Linked DNA regions of Mus musculus: regions 1 and 3 are each linked to region 2. Evidence: chromatin contacts called from public HiChIP or PLAC-seq data. All regions are on one chromosome and are shown on one strand. The core of a region is the stretch at or near the end of the contact, and the rest is flanking DNA. Distances in the headings are between cores, read along the strand shown. Region 1 has its middle 6.7 kb from the start of Mdm2. Region 2 has its middle 4.3 kb from the start of Gm51783. Region 3 holds the start of Slc35e3 (solute carrier family 35, member E3).

What was found. HiChIP or PLAC-seq counts read pairs in DNA pulled down with a chosen protein or histone mark.
Region 1: an H3K27ac HiChIP or PLAC-seq map of extraembryonic endoderm stem cells shows a contact between it and region 2. The contact joins two enhancer-like sites. A contact is called at or near these places in 11 of 39 promoter capture datasets (the C10 cell line, the HPC-7 cell line, embryonic stem cells and 6 more), 3 of 484 Hi-C or Micro-C datasets (B cells, the Ba/F3 cell line and the C10 cell line), 18 of 115 datasets of contacts at active chromatin or transcription factors (T-cell acute lymphoblastic leukemia, astrocytes, differentiating embryonic stem cells and 15 more) and 2 of 9 other capture datasets (liver and pancreatic islet).
Region 3: a contact with region 2 is called in an H3K27ac HiChIP or PLAC-seq map of extraembryonic endoderm stem cells. The contact joins the promoter of Slc35e3 here to the enhancer-like site in region 2. A contact is called at or near these places in 6 of 39 promoter capture datasets (the C10 cell line, cranial neural crest, liver and 1 more), 1 of 15 datasets of contacts at CTCF or cohesin (large pre-B cells), 4 of 484 Hi-C or Micro-C datasets (3T3-L1-derived adipocytes, the N1E-115 cell line, Th1 cells and 1 more), 3 of 115 datasets of contacts at active chromatin or transcription factors (bone marrow-derived dendritic cells, extraembryonic endoderm stem cells and trophoblast stem cells) and 1 of 9 other capture datasets (macrophages).

The regions. Positions count from the first base shown.
Region 1 is chr10:117,715,896-117,719,074 of GRCm38.p6, forward strand. No RefSeq gene overlaps it. Among named protein-coding and RNA genes, the nearest start is that of Mdm2, 6.7 kb to the left of the region's middle. Within about 2 kb of position 1,901, at least 176 of the 459 cell types and tissues checked have an H3K27ac peak or open chromatin away from gene starts, as enhancers often do. A contact at or near this core is called in the HPC-7 cell line, differentiating embryonic stem cells, epiblast stem cells and 2 more, where this site is marked.
Region 2 is chr10:117,450,481-117,454,032 of GRCm38.p6, forward strand. No RefSeq gene overlaps it. Among named protein-coding and RNA genes, the nearest start is that of Gm51783, 4.3 kb to the right of the region's middle. Within about 2 kb of position 1,916, at least 63 of the 459 cell types and tissues checked have an H3K27ac peak or open chromatin away from gene starts, as enhancers often do. A contact at or near this core is called in the HPC-7 cell line, Th1 cells, differentiating embryonic stem cells and 3 more, where this site is marked.
Region 3 is chr10:117,744,575-117,747,800 of GRCm38.p6, forward strand. Slc35e3 (solute carrier family 35, member E3) reads right to left here and starts at 1,784. Exons shown (of 5, transcript NM_029875.2): 1 at 1,211-1,784; 2 at 311-421. The coding sequence starts at 1,612.

The sequences.
Region 1 (3,179 bases), core at 651-3,150, 270 kb after region 2:
GGTGTGTCTGAAGACAGCTACAGTGTACTCATGTACATAAAATAAATAAATAAATCAAATAAGTACATAAAGTAGCAGCAAAAGTAATTTTATGGTTGGGGATCACCATTTGAGGAACTGTATTAAAGCATCACAGCATTAGGAAGGTTGAGCCCCACTGCTGTAACTGGAGACCAAGCACTCCAACAGATGAGCCTATGGGGCCATTCTCACTCAACCCTCCACAGGGAGGAACAGGAAGGACAGAAGGCATCTTTGAAGAAACAATGTCTATAATCCTTATATGCCCCATAAATCTAAGATTAATCACATCTCATGGGAAAGCAGCCGAAGCCCGGTGAGTGTGGGCAGCATCCTCCTTCCTGATGGCAGAAAAGCTGCTGGAGTCTCCCCCAGGTCAAGCAGGCCCTGGAAAAGAAGGTGGTTAGCCAGTGAAAATCGTGATTTTTCTTCTGGTCTTGGCTGTATCCGCTTGTAGTCTAAGCCACTCGGGAGGCAGAGTGTTTTCTTGTGGCATTTTTCTTCTCCATGAATAACTTGTTCACCCAGTCACCATCTTGGAATAGGTTGCTGTGGCCTGGTAGCCATGGCAACTAATTGAACAGAACAATACAGAAGTTCGCAAGGTCTATAATGATGCCAGCAGATCTATATGTACTCCTTAGTAGAGGATGGGAGGATCTTAAGATCCTCATGTGGGGTTCTAGCCATTACCCCGTCGTTCTCTCTCCTCAGCAGCACGCGATTTAGGGAGGGGCTAGAATATACAGTATATGTCTTAGTTAAGGATTCTATTGCCGTGATGAAGCACCATGACCATAAAGCAAGTTGGGGAGGAAAGGGTTTACTTGGCTCACACTGCCAGAGTTCATCATTAGAAGTCAGGAGCTCAAGCAGGGCAGGAACCTGGAGGCAGGAGCTGATGCAGAGGCCATGGAGGGGCGCTGCTTACTGGCTCGCTCCCCATGGCTTGATCAGGCTGCTTTCTTATAGAACCCAGAACACCAACCAGCCCAGGGATGGCACCATCCACAAGGGCTGTACAGTAAGGATGCTGTGGTGTTTTTGTTTTTGTTTTTGTTTTAGAAGGGAGGGGCACTCATTCTCCTACAAGTAATCCCTCACCCAAGTTCTATAAGTAAACTTAATAAACTCAATTTGTGCCAAGTTGGATTTGATGGTGTTAAATATCAAGGGGTATAAAGCAGCGGTTCGCTGGCCTGGAAGCTGGCACGTGGCACGTCTTTCTTCTCAACGAGGTTTTACCAGAAGGACCTCAAGGTCACGACTGCGTCTCTAGCAGAAGGAAGGGAACCCATGAGACAGAAGCAATACAGTATTTTGGAGATCTAAACACGAAAGAGAGAGGGAGGGAGGGGGAGAGAGAGAGAGAGAGAGAGAGAGAGAGAGAGAGAGAGAGAAAGGGAGAGAGAGAAAAAGCCTGGGGGGAAGATCAGAGGAGCCTCCTCAGAGAACCTCCATTAAAAAAAAAGAAAGAAAGAAAGAAGAAGATGTATTTATTTATTTTATGTACATGAGCACACTGTTGCTCTCATCAGACACGCCAGAGAGGGCATCCGATCCCATTACAGATGGTTGTGAGCCACCATGTGGTTGTTGGGACTTGAACTCAGGACCTCTGGAAGAGCAGTCAGTGCTCCTAACCACTGAGTGGTCTCTCCAGCCCTTCAGAGAACCTCCTGTCCCATTCTTTTAATGTGTATTCTTTTAACATGGAGCACCATAACTGTAGTTAGGCTGTACAACAACAGACCAGCCATGCCAGCCTAGTCACTGACCATAACAAAACTTCTGTTTTTTACCCTAGAGAACCCTGCTTGGACATGTTTGTACATGTTTCCTCCTGAGGGTGTTAGTCCCTCGGGGAGGCAGAGGTCACTGCCTGGACTTGCTGAGTCACCCTGTCAGCCTAGAAGGACGCAGGCACAGTCCATTCCCCCCCCTCCCCCGCACATCCCAGGAATGTGAAGAGTTCCTTTTTTCTCTCCAGACCTCCACTCAGACAAAACTCTGATTTGTGGGTTTACCACAGAAAAGAATTCCAGGCTCGAGCTGGGCATTATGGCACACAGACACTTTTATTATAGATATTTTTAATATCTGAAGCAAGGGTTAATTTAATTAGAGAGTGAGGCTCTTGCACCCGGCTCTGCTCAAACCTGTTCACTTGCCTATATAGCTGTTCTGTCCCATGTTTCCTTCAAATACTTAGCAACTGCCGCTTCCATTATTGCCAGAGGAGGGAATGAAAGCAGTTACAATTACAGGCTGAGAAAGCCACATAGAATTGTTTTCTCTCCGAAAGGGCTAATTCACGTTTTGCCACCTGCTATGTCACCCAGATCTAAATGTTCTGACCTTCAGATGCCAAGTCTTTCTTCCTTTCTAAACCGGCGTCCCTTCTCCTCCCTGGATTTCTAACTGCTCTCTGTGATGATTAAAACCAGCAGAGCCTCGCCAACCTGCCAACCTCGCAGATAAATCTGAGAGTGAGTTTAACTCCCTATGAGCAGCGTTCCTGGTTACACATGTCATGTGTTTCTTTCTCTCAGTCCTCTCCTGTTTAAGAGAATTTACTAAGCTACAGAGCAGTGTCAAATACTAAGCCAAATCTGCACGAGTTCATGGTTTTACTCTGGGCACCTGCCTGGGGCCTCATGGACCAAACCAGAAGAGAATTCCGTGATGTCTATCTCGGCGTTTCCCTTGCCAGTCTCAGGGACTCTGGAACCAGCTAACCGGGCGACTGGCCAGGCTGCAGAGACTCTGGAACCAGCTAACTGGGCGACTGGCCAGGCTGCAGAGACTCTGGAACCAGCTAACTGGGCGACTGGCCAGGCTGTGGCCAATACTTTTGCTGTCTGGGTTCCATTCTGGTTCCCTCCAAATGTTGTTTATTGGTGTGTGTGTGTGTGTTTGTGTGTGTTTGTGCATGTGTGTGTGCATGTGCGTGTTTGTGCGTGTGTGTGTGTGTGTGTTTGTGTGTGTTTGTGCATGTGTGTGTGCATGTGCGTGTTTGTGTGTGCGTGTTTGTGTGTGTGTGTTTGTGTGTGTGTTTGTGTGTGTTTGTTTGTGTGTGTTTGTGTGTGTGTTTGTGTGTTTGTGTGTGTGTGTGTGTGTCATGGTGGGTATGACTACAATCCAGACACTCTGGTGTC
Region 2 (3,552 bases), core at 666-3,165:
CCACTCTCTCCAAGTGGTCATGGTCATGGCTAGCCTCTATACTCTCTCTCTCTCTCTCTCTCTCTCTCTCTCTCTCTCTCCTCCTACTACTACTACCCTTTAAACTCCCTTCCCCATGCCCTTAATAAACTCTATTCTATACTATACCATTGTGTGGCTGGTCCCTCAGGGGGAAGGAATGCCTTGGCATGGGTCCGCTGAGGCACTCCTTTCCCCCACACCTACATAGAACATATCTCTCCTCTCTTTATCTTTTTATAGTCACAACAATCCTGGGATAGGATTGCCAGAAAGGGAGACAAAACCTGCCCAGGCCTGCCACAAGGGCCCTACTCATAGAATGTAAGGAGTGCAGGGGAGAGCTGCTGAGGTCGGTCTTCTACAGACAGGAGGTCTGGGCTCCTTGGGAGTCAGTTCTCAGCCAGGTCTTCCTGACTCAGTTTGTGAGTAGGGATCCCTTGTTCAGCATCCATAGTGTTAGACCTAGTGGGGAAACCCCTACCCAATTCCCAATTCGGCGTGCACCCAAAAAAATCACAAAGGACCACCATCTTGATGTAAATACATGAGGACGTTTAATTACGGAGCTCCGGACTGACATGTATCTCACACAGGAGATAACGGATGTCGGCCACGAGGCTCGAAAGCTAGGGGTTTTTATGGGGTAAGGGGCTTAGGGGTGTGGAATTCAGCATAGTGACACACTATTAGCTTATTTAAACATTAACAGAAAGATTACATGTTAGCAAAAGGGCATCAGGACTTTGTTCCTGTGGGCTGGGGGCTTATCTTGTTCACATAGCAACCAGTTGATGTATGACTTTACCCAGTGTCAAGGGGCAGTAGACAGAGGGGAGGTTCGGGCCAGGTGGTGTTGACCCAGACAAGATAGCCCTGCTTGTACAATCAAGCTGTTCTTAGGAATGTCTTAACAGCCCTGTCTGTTCTGCTTTGTTCTCGGCCCCAGGCCGCGGGCTCATAGACAACTCTTTTACATGAATCACAAGTTACAAAATCTCATTTTCTTTCAATAGGAAATGGCAAGCTACAGTAAAAGTAGTGTAGCTTCACTCCGACCTCCTACAACCTTCGAAAGTTATGCAATTATGGCTCAGTTGGTAAAATGGCTGCCATGGATGTAGCAAGCACATAAAAAGCTATGCCTGGCCGGGCGTGGTGATGCACACCTTTAATCCCAGCACTCAGGAGAAAGAGGCAAGCTGATTTCTGAGTTTGAGGCCAGCCTGGTCTACAAAGTGAGTTCCAGGACAGCCAGGGCTATAAAGAGAAACCCTGTTTCAAACAAACAAAACAACAACAACAAAAAAGCTATGCCTGGCACCGCAGTGCCTTGGTGGTAGACAGGAAGGGTCATGACCTTCCTGGCCTGCCGATTTTGCCAAATCAGTATCCTCCAGGTTCTGTGAGAGACCTTGTCTTAAAAAAAATTAAGTGAGTACCAGGCATGGTGATGGGTGGTACACACCTTCAATCTTAGCACATAGACAGAGGCAGGCAGATCTCTGTGAGTTTGGAGTCAGCCTATTCTATGTAGTGAGTTCCAGGACAGCCAGGGCCTCATGGTGAGCCCTTGTCTCAGAAAGAAGAATTGTGGAGAAGAGGCCTATGTGGACCTCTGGCCTACACACACCCACCCACACATACACACACACACACACACACACACACACACACACACACACACAGACACCACAGAGATTTTTTTATTGGTAAAAAAAGATTCTACTAGAATCAAGTGTCTAAATAATAGGATTTAACCAAGGGGATCAAAAGGGATTAGAGTGAAACACCAAACCCACGAAGACAAAGAAAATCGAAACCAGAAACCACTCTCTCCCCACTTCCTGCTGGCTCATTTCCAGGTGCCTTTCTGTCTGGTCCCATTGTCTTACTTACTTGATAATCTCCCTGGGCCAGGAGGGTGTTGATTTAGAGCACCTCCTACTCCGACTGATAACAGCCTCCAGGCCTTCCATGCTCTGTGGGGTCTTCTTCAGCCTCCTAATGGCCCACCCGCTGTGCTTTCTGTTACAAATGTGAAAACCTTCATCCCCGCTAACCTACCAAGTGGTAAGGTGTTATTTATTGAACAGATACCAGGAGCACATGAAGGGCCGGGGGCACAGCTCTAAATGGTTGGGGAACCTCAGAGAGCCAAACAGATAAGAAACCTGCTCTTAGCTGCTTGTATCTTCCTGAGGTGGGAGAGGGTGCCCAGAGAATACTCAGAAACACAACAAGCAAGTGTAAGGTGTACTTGGCAGGTGGGCTATGGGAAAGGTCACAGTACAGGGATGGAGGAGGGCACCTGATTCTCCCCTGTTATCAGTGGGAGGCTGCAGTGGAGCAAAACACCCCCAGTCCAGATCTGCCCAGCTTCTGCCCTAATTTCCAGTTTGATCTATCTGGGACCCTTTCCTTGATCTCCACTGAAAACAGGAACGATGTTAAGTGCAGCTAGGCACGCATATCCTAAAGCCGGACTATTTGAAACAGATTTCCAGCTCAGCAAAATGCTCCCCTTGGACCAGTAAGCTGCTCTCTGCTAATAAAATTTACCTGTGTCACAGGTTATGGAGAGGGTGATGTCACCCACGGAGAGAGTGATGTCACCCATGGAGAGGGTGATGTCACCTATGGAGAGGGTGAAGTATGTTTAGCATAAGATGAGCAGAGCTGAGCGTGGCACAGCGGGGCAGATGTCACATTAAAGACAGAATGCCCGAACTGTGGGGTGGAGGACAGCGTCTGCTCAGAAAACGATGGCAGGGTGAGGTTGTGCGACCCATTTCTACCCTTCAACAGCTGTACAGCCTGCTGTGTGGGCCCCCCTGCTCAAAGCCCGAGGCTATGCCAACATGAACACAAGCATGCCTCTTCTTGTATCCATTGGTGTGTTTCCGAAAACCGCTCTTGGTTTTCTGTAGTGAGGAGGGTGGGGGGTTGTTTGTTTAAAACTTTATAAACAGAAGAATTTTTTAAAAATCTTATAGTCACTGTAATTTACATGGTACAGGGCTGGCACTGACAGGTCCCTTCAATGACAAGTCCGTTCAATGACAGAGAGTTTGTCTGAAGCCCAGGCTTGGGTCTCCAGAATCTCTGCACCAAACCAATTGTGCAGTACATTGATCACTACTGATGGAGAAATAGGAGTTACCTTTCTGTTTTCAAGATCTATCTATCTATCCGTCTATCTATCTATCTATCTATCTATCTATCTATCTATCTATCCATGAGATCTTAGAGTTGAACAACAGGAAACTATACCAGTGTTCCAAACCACCTGGCAACTGTCAGATGTTGCCAGTCACAAAATCCACTTCCAATAAGATGCCAGACCTGTCAGCAGCCTTGGTTTGGGAGGTTCTTAGGGACACTTGCTACTGGCAATATGCTGGCAAGCCTACCATGTTCACAGCTTGTGTGAAAAATATCACCCAGGCACTTCATGTCCTGTTGCCCGACGACCTCCAACTGCTGTCCTGCCTCCCTCAGGGGGATGGGGTTAGCAGAGGATATCCACTCACA
Region 3 (3,226 bases), core at 534-3,033, 290 kb after region 2:
TAATCAAAGAGTAAATGACACATGCGACCGATGAACTTAGGAAGCAAAACCTTACTGCTCATTTTGTGAAGACTTCCAAGAAGTTTGTCCCCAGCTGCGCTTAAGCAGGGGTACCGTGCGCTTACAATTGGACACTTGGTGGGCATCGCACACCTGAGCTGCTGTCTCCTCTGCTCTCGTCACCTCCTCAGTTACGCTTTCTTCTCATGTCTGTTGTCTCTATACTTGTAGTCTCTAAACCTTGGGTTACAGCTTCAAAATTTACAAAGTCTACTAAAAAGGCACAAAAAGAAAAAAAAAAGTTACCAACCACTTGATAAAGGGACGTGACTACCACACCAAGGGCGGCAAACACCATTCCAAGCGAATGAAACTTCACATCGTAATAAGAATTTAGGATTACACCTACAGTAATAGGAATCTGCAAAGACAAAGAGGCAAATGCTGTGAGATTAAATTCAAGAATGATGTCTTACAACACTAAGGAAACATAACAGTGGGGCTGGGGTGGGGGAGCACTGTAAGTTTTCTTTGGGGAAAACTGCCAATCCTTCTCTACAGAGATTCACATACAACTCTACATCTGGAAGAAAATATGAATCCGTGCGTTGTGCTTTGTAAGGAAACAGGACACACATTTACAGGGAATAAAATAATCCCCCAAACCAGTACTTAACACATAAGCATAAACAAGGAAGGAGGAAAGCATTATGACTGGAAAAACGAAAAAACCACTAAGTGCTAATGTTATTTTAACGAATCTCCTTTTATGTAAACACAAGGCACCCCAGCAGTGTGCCACTGAAGGTGTATTCCGAGGTATTTTATGCTAAACCATTTCATGTTTATCACTTCTGGTTCGATTTCCTGGGGATATTCTTTTCTTTCCAGGTTGAGCTTTCGCAGATATCCTGACACACTGAACTGTTCCATTAAGGCAGCTCTCTCCCTCATCAATCCCAGCAGTTAAAGATTTCTATCAGGAACACACCCATTTACTAAATAGCAGCGGAGTGTCGAGATGGCCTTTTCCACCCCTCCCCAAACAAGCTTCTTATAAGGGCCTGGCTCGTGTGTGGAGTAAAGATTATGGGAATGGGCTTCCGTCGTGCCAGGCTATAAGCAAGGTGTATTCAGTTTTCCCGGGGAGAAAGGCAGCCAGGTAGCTGGGCAGGGACAGGCTCGCGCAGCGGCAGCGGCAGCTACTCACCAGCGTGAGCTGTATTCTGACGGAGAATCTCTTCTGGTACCAGAAGGTTTGGATGGCTATGATCACCGGCGTGGTCATGGCCTTGGCCAGCTGATAGGTGCCTATGGTGTTGTTCTGCAGAGAAAGGTTGGTGAAGACCACAAAGCCACAGAAGCTGAGGGCCAGGAGGAGGAGCTTGGAGAGCGGCAGACTTTTGGGGGCAAAGATGTTCAGTTTCTGGCAGATGTACAAGCCCAGCCAGGTGACCACGAAGTGCACCAGGGTCAGGCTCATGTTGGGGAAGCCGTGGTGTACATAGATCCATTTGTTGAGGAACACGATGCAGATGGACACCAGCAGGTTGAACAGGAGCCCGGCGGCGATGCGCCCGTTGCCCCGGACCCGGTCCGCCAGCGATGCCATGATGCCCGCCGGCTGCGGAGCAGCGTCCTCGGCCGAGCCCGGGCTGTCCAGCCTCCCCGCGGGGCGCTCGGACGCTCTCCCGCTGTCCCGGCTCTCCGCCGCCGCGCGCCCGCAGCCGCCCGCTCCACGGTCCGGCCGGAGACAGGCATGCGCCAGCCGGGTCCCGGTCGCTGCGCCGCGAGGTAATAGGCCGCCGCCCTCCGAGCGGGTCCGCCACGGCTCCTCCCAGCCCCGCCCCCGCGCAGCCACGTGATTCCGCCGCGCAGGCGCGCTCGGCGCTCCGCTGGGTTGCTTAACTCGGCTGGAGGGAAGCCCTTGGCTCCCAGGGAAGATTAGTTTCTGTGGCCGATTCCCCGACTTACTGGGAGGCGCAGATTCCCCGCCAGTTTTACTCTCCACGTTGCTGAGCTGTTTTAATCCTCTGAAGGGGGGCAGAGCATTACTTACTGAAAGCATATTTTAAAATATCTTTAAAAGTCTAAACAGGCCGGGCGGTGGTGGCGCACGCCTTTAATTCCAGCACTCAGGAGGCAGAGGCAGGCGGATTTCTGAGTTCGAGGCCAGCCTGGTCTACAGAGTGAGTTCCAGGACAGCCAGGGCTATACAGAGAAACCCTGTCTCGAAAAACCAAAAATAACCGTCTAAACAGGTAAGAGTGGATGGACAACTAACTGTCGTCTACTGTAGATTTAAACATATTTTGGCGTATTTGCCTCGAAAAACTTTAAACCACAGAATTTTTTACCCACGAAGTTTTTTTTTTTTTTTAGTAAAACCTAAGAAGCAAGTACATTTACCTGTATGCCCAAGATATTAATTGCACTTCTAAGAGGCATATTATAGTAGCAAGCATGCAGTCCAGTTTCAAAGTTACAGAGCTGGAGAGGAAGTGAAAAATTATATATTTTTGGTTTTGTTTTTCGAGGCCGAGAACTCATTCAGGCTAGACTCGATCTCAATATTCACTTTTATTCACACTGTTACAATATGAGAGTGGTATTTCTCATCTGCAAACGTCAAATACCAACTCAAAGTCTGTCCACACTGATTGAAAACGTGGACCCCCCACTTTTACAATGTTACAGGGATTAAATAGAGCAGACTTGGAAGTCTCTACAGAGCTAAGGATGACACAGAACGGATCTCCCTGCTTCCACCCATTGAAGTGTCACATGCCTTGCAACTAATGTGTAGTTTTAAGTTTTGGACACTATTTCATAGGTTTTTATGATCTGTTTGCTTATGTCTCTGCCCGTTTTCTCCAGGATACCGTTTTTTTCTAATTGGCACTGAAAAGAAGGTCTTTGCATCAGAGGCACAAGAGACTCTTTGATGAATTTTCCACAGTTAATTACGTGTGTGTGTGTGTGTGTGTGTGTGTGTGTGTGTGTGTGTGTGTGTGTGTGTGTATGGGTGCCTGTGTGACGGTCAGAGGATAACTCGGAGTCAGTTCTCTCCGTCCACCAGATGGACTGAATTCATGCTGTAGGGTTTGGGAAGCAAGCACCTTTACCAGATGCCGTCATATCAGCTACGTTCCTCTTTCGTACCGCATTTTTTTTAGAGAATTGCCCGTTTACTTAGATGTCTTGTCTTAGTTGGGGAGGAAAGGGT